Linked DNA regions of Mus musculus: all the other regions are linked to region 1. A link is a contact called in public Hi-C data. All regions are on one chromosome and are shown on one strand. Each heading gives the region's core, a stretch centred on a gene start, on an enhancer-like site or on the middle of the called end of the contact. The rest is flanking DNA. Distances are from core to core; before and after follow the strand shown. Region 1 has its middle 16 kb from the start of Gm5150. Region 2 has its middle 7.9 kb from the start of Gm9733. Region 3 has its middle 67 kb from the start of Gm9733.

The links. Hi-C and Micro-C count contacts between places; a contact is called where the count stands out from the background.
Region 2: a contact with region 1 is called in a Hi-C map of bone marrow-derived macrophages, with 11 read pairs. The contact joins two enhancer-like sites. A contact is called at or near these places in 7 of 39 promoter capture datasets (the C10 cell line, embryonic stem cells, hippocampal neurons and 1 more), 1 of 484 Hi-C or Micro-C datasets (bone marrow-derived macrophages), 1 of 115 datasets of contacts at active chromatin or transcription factors (the 230-238 cell line) and 1 of 9 other capture datasets (liver).
Region 3: a contact with region 1 is called in a Hi-C map of bone marrow-derived macrophages, with 16 read pairs. The contact joins two enhancer-like sites. A contact is called at or near these places in 2 of 484 Hi-C or Micro-C datasets (bone marrow-derived macrophages and nephron progenitors).

The regions. Positions count from the first base shown.
Region 1 is chr3:16,020,965-16,024,349 of GRCm38.p6, reverse strand. No RefSeq gene overlaps it. Among named protein-coding and RNA genes, the nearest start is that of Gm5150, 16 kb to the right of the region's middle. Within about 2 kb of position 1,894, at least 14 of the 459 cell types and tissues checked have an H3K27ac peak or open chromatin away from gene starts, as enhancers often do. A contact at or near this core is called in bone marrow-derived macrophages, where this site is marked.
Region 2 is chr3:15,338,483-15,341,873 of GRCm38.p6, reverse strand. No RefSeq gene overlaps it. Among named protein-coding and RNA genes, the nearest start is that of Gm9733, 7.9 kb to the right of the region's middle. Within about 2 kb of position 1,338, at least 4 of the 459 cell types and tissues checked have an H3K27ac peak or open chromatin away from gene starts, as enhancers often do. A contact at or near this core is called in bone marrow-derived macrophages, where this site is marked.
Region 3 is chr3:15,263,347-15,266,339 of GRCm38.p6, reverse strand. No RefSeq gene overlaps it. Among named protein-coding and RNA genes, the nearest start is that of Gm9733, 67 kb to the left of the region's middle. Within about 2 kb of position 1,694, at least 2 of the 459 cell types and tissues checked have an H3K27ac peak or open chromatin away from gene starts, as enhancers often do. A contact at or near this core is called in bone marrow-derived macrophages, where this site is marked.

The DNA.
Region 1 (3,385 bases), core at 645-3,144:
AAATTCTCAGGTACATTTCTTTCTATGAAGTCACACCAAACAAAGATCAGTGAAGAATTGCAAGGCACAGCACTGTGAGAGCATTTTCAGTGAAGACCAGAGAAGTGTTGCAAGCCAATCCAATATAAGAACATTGTCTACTCTCTGCTTGGGTTATATTTATACCCTTTTCAAATATCATGTGTCCTCTCAAGCATCTGTTCCAGCAAAATATCACATGCCCTTTCACATGACAGCTTCTAGACACCTTTTGAATAAGGACACACTTCCTAATATTGTCCCTCCCTGTAGACCAAGCATTCAAAGACCTGAGTCTGTGGGGGTCAAAGGTATTCAAACAACTGAAAGGCTTATACTGATGTGTTGGTTACTTTTTTATTGCTGATATAAACACCATGAACAAGTAAAAATATAAAAGAAAGAAATTACATTGGCTTATCGTTCCAAAGATTAAGAGTTTATGATAATGGACTAAAGACAGCAGCAGGAACCACTGAGTGCTCACACTCCAGAGCTTTAAGCAGGAGATAGACTACATGTTAGGAATGTCATGAGTCTTTTGAAACCTAAAGCCCACTCCCAGTGATACACCTTCTAACCCTTCACAAATAGTTCCATGAACTGCCAATTATTTAAACATATTAGTCACAGGGACAATTCTCATTCAAACTATCACAACTGGCATAGAAATAGGGCACATAGCTCTTTGAGGAAGGTCATGGGCCATCATATTCATTCTTTTCCAAGATTGCTGCTCCAGAACCCAACCTGGGATGCTAGACCGAGGTGAACAGGGCTCTTGTCTTTTACCTCTAATGTAAGTAGTAATTTCCATTCCGCCATCACATGGAAGAAATGCCCCTTGGTATTGCAAACTTTATATGCCCCAGTACAGGGGAATGCCAGGGCCACAAGTTGGGGGTGGGTGGGTGGGGGATCAGGGCAGGGGGAGGGCATAGGGGACTTTTGGGATAGCATTTGAAATATAAATGAAGAAAATATCTAATAAAAATAATTCTTTATAGTAAACACAAAGACAATGTTTGGAGCAGAGACTGAAGGAATGTGTATCCAGACACTGCCCCACCTGGGGATCCATCCCATAAACAACCACTGAACCCAGACACTATTGCAGATACCAACATGAACTTTCTGACAGGAGACTGATATAGCTGTCTTCTGAGGAGCTCTGCCTGTGCTTGACTAATATAAAAGTGGATGCTCACAGCCATCCAATTGGACTGACCACAAGATCCCCAATGGAGGAGCTAGAGGAAGGACTCAAGGAGCTGAAGAGGTTTGCAGCCCCATAGGAGGAACAACAATATGAACTAACCAGTAACTCCAGAGCTCCCTGGGACTAAACCACCAATCAAAGAAAACACCCGGAAGGACTCGTGGCTCTAGCTGCATATGTAGCAGAGGATGGCCAAGTTGGTCATCAATGGGAGGAGAGGCCCTGGTCCTGTGAATGTTCTATACCACAGTATGGGGGAATGCCTGGGCCAGGAAATCGGGGTTGGGGAGCAGGAGGACAGGGGAGGGGATAGGGGATTCTCAGAGGGGAAACTTGGAAAGGGGATAACATTTGAAATGTAAGTAAGAAAATATCTAATAAAAAATAACAGGTAGTCAGTGCTGAATTTGAGTATGGTTAGTCTTTGAATCCCCCCCCCCCCCATTCTTTCTTTTTCCAACTTTCTGAGTCTCAGTCTCTCTCTGATTCCCAGATTGGCCTTGAACTGGAACTGAGAGTTAAGACCACACTTTGTGACAAAATTACTTTCAGCAAAATGACATTTGCATCATTATCACTCTGAGGTACACTGCACCCAGTGAGTCAGTTCCAAAGAAGTGGGTGGGGCTGCCTGGCTCAAAACTTAGGAAACTCTGTTAGCCTCCTGCCACATCGAGGCTGGCATGCAGGTTAGTGACATGACTTAAGATGCAATGTTTCTGGCAATACTCAGCTATCATCCTTTCTTAGTTAGCTTCCTCATTTTGTCCTCTGTCCTCTATTTCCTTCCTCATCTCATATCAGTCTTCTCACTGAATGCTGCTGCTCTGAGAAGCTATATCATTAATTTACTTTCCTAATGCTTATGTTACCTTGGAAAGGTGCCACAGGCTATTGGCAAAAACCACAGACATCCATTTCCTCACAATTCTGGAGCCTGGAAGTCCAGGGTCAAAGTCTCCACAAAACTATTTTCTTCTGTGCTTTCTCTTCTAAGTTGCACTTTTTTCCTATGTCTTCATACAATCTTATTTCATCCTATGTCTGTGGATCTTGTCCATGTCTTGAAAGGAAACCAGTTACATTGGGTCAGGATTCATACAAATGACCTCAGCAGACCCTTGCCTATTGAAAAACTCTCTACCAAACACAGTTACATTATTTGTTACTGTGATTTCGGCATTGATATGTAGAGTACAAACAATTCATCTATAATAGGTCCCCACACATCCCTTGCCTTCTTGGTCTTTCCATGTAGCCTTATTTTCTTTCTTATGAAAAGCAGGATTATTGACATGCTCTGATTAGTTCCTGCTCATGATTCCTGAGTGGCTGTTTATGCCATATAAGGAATGCTCCAAACTTGTCCTTGTGAATTGATCTGTGTGTTTTCTTTCAGTATTGTTTTATTATAGGTGCCTCCAAGCAATGACTTGCCAAATACCTAAGAAAAATTGAACTTTGCTTCTTGGCCTTCACCAATGCCCCAGGTAGCCCTTGAGCCAACCCTGGGCTTGGAATTCAGTAATAATGTTGCCTATTCATTGACATTCAGAATTGCCTCTAATATTGTAAGAAAGGTAGTGAAAGAAATCAGGCATTACTATCTACTACACAGAGTTAGTAATCTCAGGGCAAGCTTAGAGAAGTAAGTTTAGAATTCTTATTATAGTTATGTATGACAGACTACATTACTTATTAGTAGGAAGTCTACCCACACAATCACTTAGAATAAAAGGCAAGACACTCACATATACAGGAATTTACAATGGTTTAGGAAGCAGATTGGGTTGTGGTTTTAGGAGGAACTAAAGTATTGCATTATTCATGAGAAAGTTAGCTATAGCAGAACTCCCTAATTAGAACCATGACTTGGGCATGAAAGCCCTTGCCCCAGGAGTGTAAAGACCTCTCACCTGGCTTCTAAGAATATAGCGGACCTTAGATAGAGCTGACTTTGTCTCAGTTGTTTTATTGTCCAGTTCCTGGCAGTCTTTATGTTTGCATTCCTCTGTTTTCTGTGAGAGTCATTAAGCATTTGGTAACCTCATTGTACCTTGCAGATGTGTCACCTAACTTCCCTATTTTCTTCTATATTAAAAGTCTGATGCTCAATTTGACAAATAACATTCAGGTAAACACTCTCTC
Region 2 (3,391 bases), core at 89-2,588, 680 kb after region 1:
CTATTGTCACTCCCTCTAGGCCAATCATTCACACACATGAGTCTATGCAAGTCAAACCTATTCAAACAACCACAAGGGTTATACTGGTGTGTTGGTTACTTTTCTATTGCTGATAGCGAGAAGTTATTATTTTAAAAATAGGGATGGTTAACATATTTGGACCCTAGCTTTTGAATCTAATTATATAGTGTATATTTACATTTTCAGACCAACTCTAGAAAAGAAATGTTTTTAATGCATTCTTTCATCCTTTATGTTCAAACTTTCAGAATTATAAAGAATTGTGTGGCTTGTTTCTGTAATTTTTATACATGTAGATATCTTTTCTCCTGAAGGACAGTGTCATGAATATTCTTCTGATATCATGTATCAAAAGCAAGCATTTCAAATGATCCAATATTTTAAAATATCTATTATACTCCAAGGTATGATACTGAGATCTGCCTTACATTTCAAACACTGTTGGAGCTATGTATCATTTAACTGAGAGATATATTATAAACCATTCATCATCCTATAAATGTGAATGGAAAAATACTGTTAAGTAATAACATTAGTTTGTGTGATTTTTTTCACACTCAAGTAATGCAATTAATTTAGCTTTTATATTTATAAATACATATATATTCATGCATACAAACACATAAGACATAATTTTATACATATATACAAAAGCAGATACACTCATATAAATGCTTTAAAATGAGCTAAAAAAGGTTTCAAATGTCTTTAAAATGGGCAAGTCATTTCTTTTCCAAAATATTTAAAATTTTTTGAAAAACTTTATAGGCTTTTATTTTTTCTATTTTTTGTTTTTTATTCTTATTAGATATTTTATTTATACATTTTTATATGATATTATATTTTGATATGAGTCAAACATTTGCAACTACATTATCTGTGCTTCAATATAGTGATATGTAATATATATATATAGTATGTACATACATGCATATATGCAATATAGTGATATGTATATATCTCTATCTCATCTATATAAAAATATAGATATATAGACAATATTGATATGTGATATAGTTTTTGCACGCTCCTGGACTTGATTCTTTCATTTCCAGTGAAAGAAAATGAGAAGAAACTGAGGATGGATATTTCCCTTTTCAAGTAAATCACTTTCTGTGTGGAACTTTACTATAAGGCTATGGTAAAATAGTTCCTCCAGCAAGATGATGATCTAGAAATATGCAAATAAGAAACCACAGGACTGGATTTCAGATCACAATGTGGTTCAGACCAGAACAAGGATAATTTCTGTCTAAGAGACCTTTCCTATTTCTGGTATGAAATATCCTGATAGAAGCAATTTAAATAAGGAAGTACTCATTATTTTGGCTCACTGTGGGAGGGTATAGTACATTTTACTGAGGAAGTACAGTACTAGGAAGTAGATATATACAGTCAGGAAGAAGAAAACAGTATGTGCTCACACATTTCTACCTCTCTGCCTCATTCAATTCAGAACCCAGGATACGTTTAACTAATTCATCCCAGTTGGTGGAACTGTTTGGGAAGGTTTAGAAAATGTGTCACTAGGAGTGGACTTGATGTTTCAAAAGACTCATGTCATTTCCTTCATTTTATCAGCCTTCTGTTTGAAGCTGTGGTATGCAAACAGTTTTTCCTGCTGCTATGGCTTTGGTCTACCAACATAGAATCTAAACCTTTGTACCTGTAGGCTGATATAATTTCTGCCTTTCATAAGTTGACTTGTTCATACATAGCTCCACCATTGTTTGAAATGTAAGGCAGATCTCAGTATCATACTTTGGAGTATAATAAATATTTTTAAATATTGGATCATTTGAAATGCTTGCTTTTGATACATGATATCTGAAGAATATTCATGACACTGTACTTCTGGAGAAAATATATCTGCATGTATAAAATTACAGAAACAAGCCACACAATTCTTTATAATTCTGAAAGTTTGAACATGAATTAAGAAAGAATGCATGAAAAAATGTTTCTTTTCTAAAGTTAGTCTGAAAATGTAAATATACAATATATAATGAGATTCAAAAGCTAGGGTCCAAATATATTAACGATCCCTAATTTTAAAATAATAGCTTCTGCATAGTAAATCTTTCTCTTTCAAGTGTAAATTTCAATAATTAAGTATGGTCTTCTCAGATCTTCTCACAGGCAACGCTTGATTTTTGTTTCTGTAGTACAGGAGCTGTGGTAGAGCTCAGTGATGCAATAGGTGCTTAGTGAGCATGAAGTACTATGTTGAAGCCTCAGCAATATAACAAAAACCAAGTCAAAACAGGAAGGAAAGGACAGAATGGGGAAAGGGAAGGAAAGAAGGATATAAACAGGGAGATAAGACAGAAGAGGGAAGGGAGGGGAAGATAGAAAATAAATGAAGGAGGAAAGGGAGAAAGGATAAGGCCATGAATTTCCCCCTCACTTAAGTTTGCTTGAATTCTAAGTGGTGCTGTTTGACTTGATTTTTAAAGCATTTTTCTTTTTTTCCCCTTTTTTCCCTTTTTTTTATTAGATATTTTCTTCATTTACATTTCAAATGCTATCCCCAAAGCCTCCTATACCCTCCCCCCACCCTGCTTCCCAATCTACCCACTCCCGCTTCCTAGCCCTGGCATTGCCCTGTACTGGGGCATATGATGCCCTCAAAATTAAGGGCTTCTCCTCCCATTGATGGCCGACTAAGCCATCCTATGCTACACATGCAACTAGAGACACAGCTCTGGGGGATACTGGATAGTTCATATCTTTGTTTCTCCTATAGGGTTGCAGACCCCTTTAGCTCCTTGGGTACATTCTCTAGCTCCTTCATTAGGGGCCCTGTGTTCCATCCAATAGATGACTGTGAGCATCCACTTCTGTATTTGCCAGGCATTGGCATAGGCTCACAAGAGAGAGCTATTTCAGGGTCCTGTCAGCAAAATCTTTCTGGCATATTCAGTAGTGTCAGGGTATGGTGGTTGTATATGGGATGGATCCCCGGGTGGGGCAGTCTCTGGATGGTCTTTCCTTCTGTCTTAACTCTGAACTTTATCTCTGTAACTCCTTCCATGTGTATTTTGTTCCCCATTCTAAGAAGGAATGAAGTGTCCACACTTTGGTCTTCCTTCTTCTTGATTTTCATGAGTTTTGCAAATTGTATCTTGAATTAAATTTGTCGGCTAATATCCACATATCATGAGTGCATCTCATGTTTGTTCTTTAGTGATTCGGTTACCTCACTCAGAATGATATCCTCCATATCCATCCAGCTGCTTAATAATTTCATGAATTCATTGCTTTTAATTGCTGAGTAGTACTCCATTGTGTAAATGTACCACAATTTCTGAATCCATGCCTCTGTTGAGGGACATCTGGGTTCTTCCCAGCTTCTGGCAATTATAAATAA
Region 3 (2,993 bases), core at 445-2,944, 760 kb after region 1:
GTGGAGGTAAAAAGATACCAGTCCACAAAACTTTAAACCCAAAATTTATCCTGACTACAAGAAATGCAGGAGCAAAGATGGAACAGAGAATGAGGGAATGACCCACCAATAATTGGACCAACTTAAGACCCACACCATGGGCAAGCACCAAACCCTGACACTCTTAATGATGCTCTGCTATGCTAGCAGATAGGTGCCTAGCATAACTGTCCTCTAAGAGATTCTACCTAAGAGCTGACTGAAACAGATGTAATGACCCACAGGTAAACATTGAGCAGAGGTTGGGGACTCTTAGGGAAGAGTTGGGGGAAAGACGGAAGACCCTAAAGGAAATAGGATCTATACAGGAATACTAATGAAGCCAACTAAACTGGACCCTTGGGAACTCACAGAGACTGAGCCACCACCTAAAGAGCATACACTGGCTAGACAGAGGCCCCAGACACATATGTAGGAGATGTGCAGCTCAGTCTTCATGTGGGTCCCCCAACAACTGGAGCAGGTGTGGTCCCCAAATCTGTTGCCTGACTAAGGAAACAGTTCCCCATCAGGGTGCCTTATCTGGTCTCAGTGGAGAGGATGTGCCTAGTCTAACCCTGGGGAAACTTGATGTGTCAGTGTGGGAGGATACCCAGGTAGTTCCCACCCTCTTAGAGGAGTGGGGATGGGGAGAGGGACTTCATGAAGGGAGAATGGAAAGGCAGTGATTGTGATGTAGATAGATAGATAGATAGATAGATAGATAGATAGATAGATAGATAGATAGATAGATAGATAGATAGATAGATCATCCAGCTTCTGGATCTATGCATAAGCACTGGCCTTTTGGTAAGATAGTTTATATATTCTTTATATATTCTTCCCCTAAGTCTCATGTTAGAATTCTGTCTTTCACAAAAGTTGCAACTGCACTGAATTGTATGAAGGGACTGTGTATGAAGAAGAGGGTAAAACAGCAGATAAAAATCCCAAAATTACTTTAAAATATTTTGGCAAGATATATTGAAAGCAATGTGATTTGAATCTTATAGATTCTTAATAGTGTGTGCAGAGGCTTGGGAAATCATTAGTTTGGGGCTTTGAAATTTTATCTTACAAAAGAATTTAATGGTATTATGACAGCATTGTTAAAAAAGATATTCATCTAAAAAAATAAAGTTCTTGGCACACAAACAATGCATAATGAGTGATAGCTAATTTTATTGTTCTACCAACTAATGATCATTTATAGTTCCTTCAGTGTCAACAAACTTTGAAATGGCTTTCAAAATAAACACAAGTAGGCCCTAACTTGCTTCAGTTGTCAACTTGATACAACTTAGAAATTATCTCAATTGATGAACTATCTATATTTTCCAGTGAGCATATCTTTGAAGCATTGTTCTGACTGCACATTGCTGTAGAAGGACTTCACCCTCTTTGGCTGTCACCATTCCCTGATAGGTAGTCTGGCCTTGAATGAGAAAGCTAAATAACTAACGACGAGTCTGAAAAAGTGACCTGCTTGAGTCCTTTCCCTACTTCACAGAGACTATAAAATAAACCAACCAATCACATCATCGTTTCAAGTTTTTCTTTACTAAACATATTATCTTGACAGCTTAAATGATTAGAAATATCAGCATTGCAGTGAACTCTGGGAGAGCCACACATTTCATAAGCTTTGAACATATTCCGCCATCTTCTGGTAGTGTATGGTATTGCAATCAAATGTCAACATGGTGTCCTTCAGCTGGTTTGTATATTTAGCCTGAAGAACTCCCAGATTATTTCCTAATAAGCATAGTAAGACCCAATATATTTTTGCTCCGTAGTGTTACAAATCATGCTTATATTTTCAAGTAAGATAAAAACAAGTTTCTTCTGAATCCTAATATCATCTTTCACCAGTCTCCTACACACTTGGATTTTGTCTTGATTCATTATGTGCCCTAAGAGCTCTTATCTTCCTAGTTGCCCTAAGAGCTCTTATCTTCCTAGTTACTCTTTCACTCTTTTTCAAGTTTCCATGCTTCCATGATGTATCTTGTTATAACCTTTGTCATTATTTTAAAAGTCTGTCTGCAATTCCTCTTTCCGATGGTGTAGATAGGGTGAGATACGTTTATACTTGAAGACTCCTATGTGTGTGTAACATAATACCAAGATCAGAGATCAAGCTCAGGGAAAATACAGTCATCTTCTCGTCGTAATACATATGATAATGCTTCTTATTGTCCAAAATGGGAGGCACTGTGGATCTACTCAGCTGCAGTGGTCAGTTGTTGGTTAGAGACTCCAGATCATAGCAGAACAGAAAACAGAGCTGTACTTAAAGAGCCCACAAGTTATTTATAGATAGTACCTTCTAAAGGTTTCAAAGTTTCCAAAATTAGCTTTTAGAGCTGAAGATCAGACATTCAGCACAAAAACCTGTAGGGAAGATTTGAGACACAAACCCTAACAGAAATTATTTCAAATCCAAATTATTGTGTATTAATTGAATAAAACAGTATTACTTCAAAACTGAATTCCTAAATTATTGTCTTCCTTGCTCTGCTTTCCATGGTCTTGTTTATTTTTATTTTATTTTCCTTTCAGTGTTTTATGAAATGGTGCTTTTAGTACTAACTACTGGACTTGTTTGAAGAAATACTATACACAATCGTTCCAATGATATAGAGTCATCATATTTCTCATATTAATTGATAAAAGTTATTTTATTTCTATTTCAGAAATAACTACTTAAATGATTAGATATAGCAACCCTTATTTAGTTGTTTGTTTGTTTGTTTTTCCATTGTAAATGTTTTTGAAGTATTTTATATATTTCACTTGAGTCAAATAGGAAAGCAGAAAAGGTATAAGGGAGAGAGAGCAGCTAGAAGGTAAAATTATCACACAAAATAAAAACCTTTTAAAGTTAAATATCAAATTACAAATAACAATGTGTTAAAGCTGAATTTCCTGTTTGAGTCTCAGTTTTCTAATAATCTATTGAAAGAAGTAAGTAT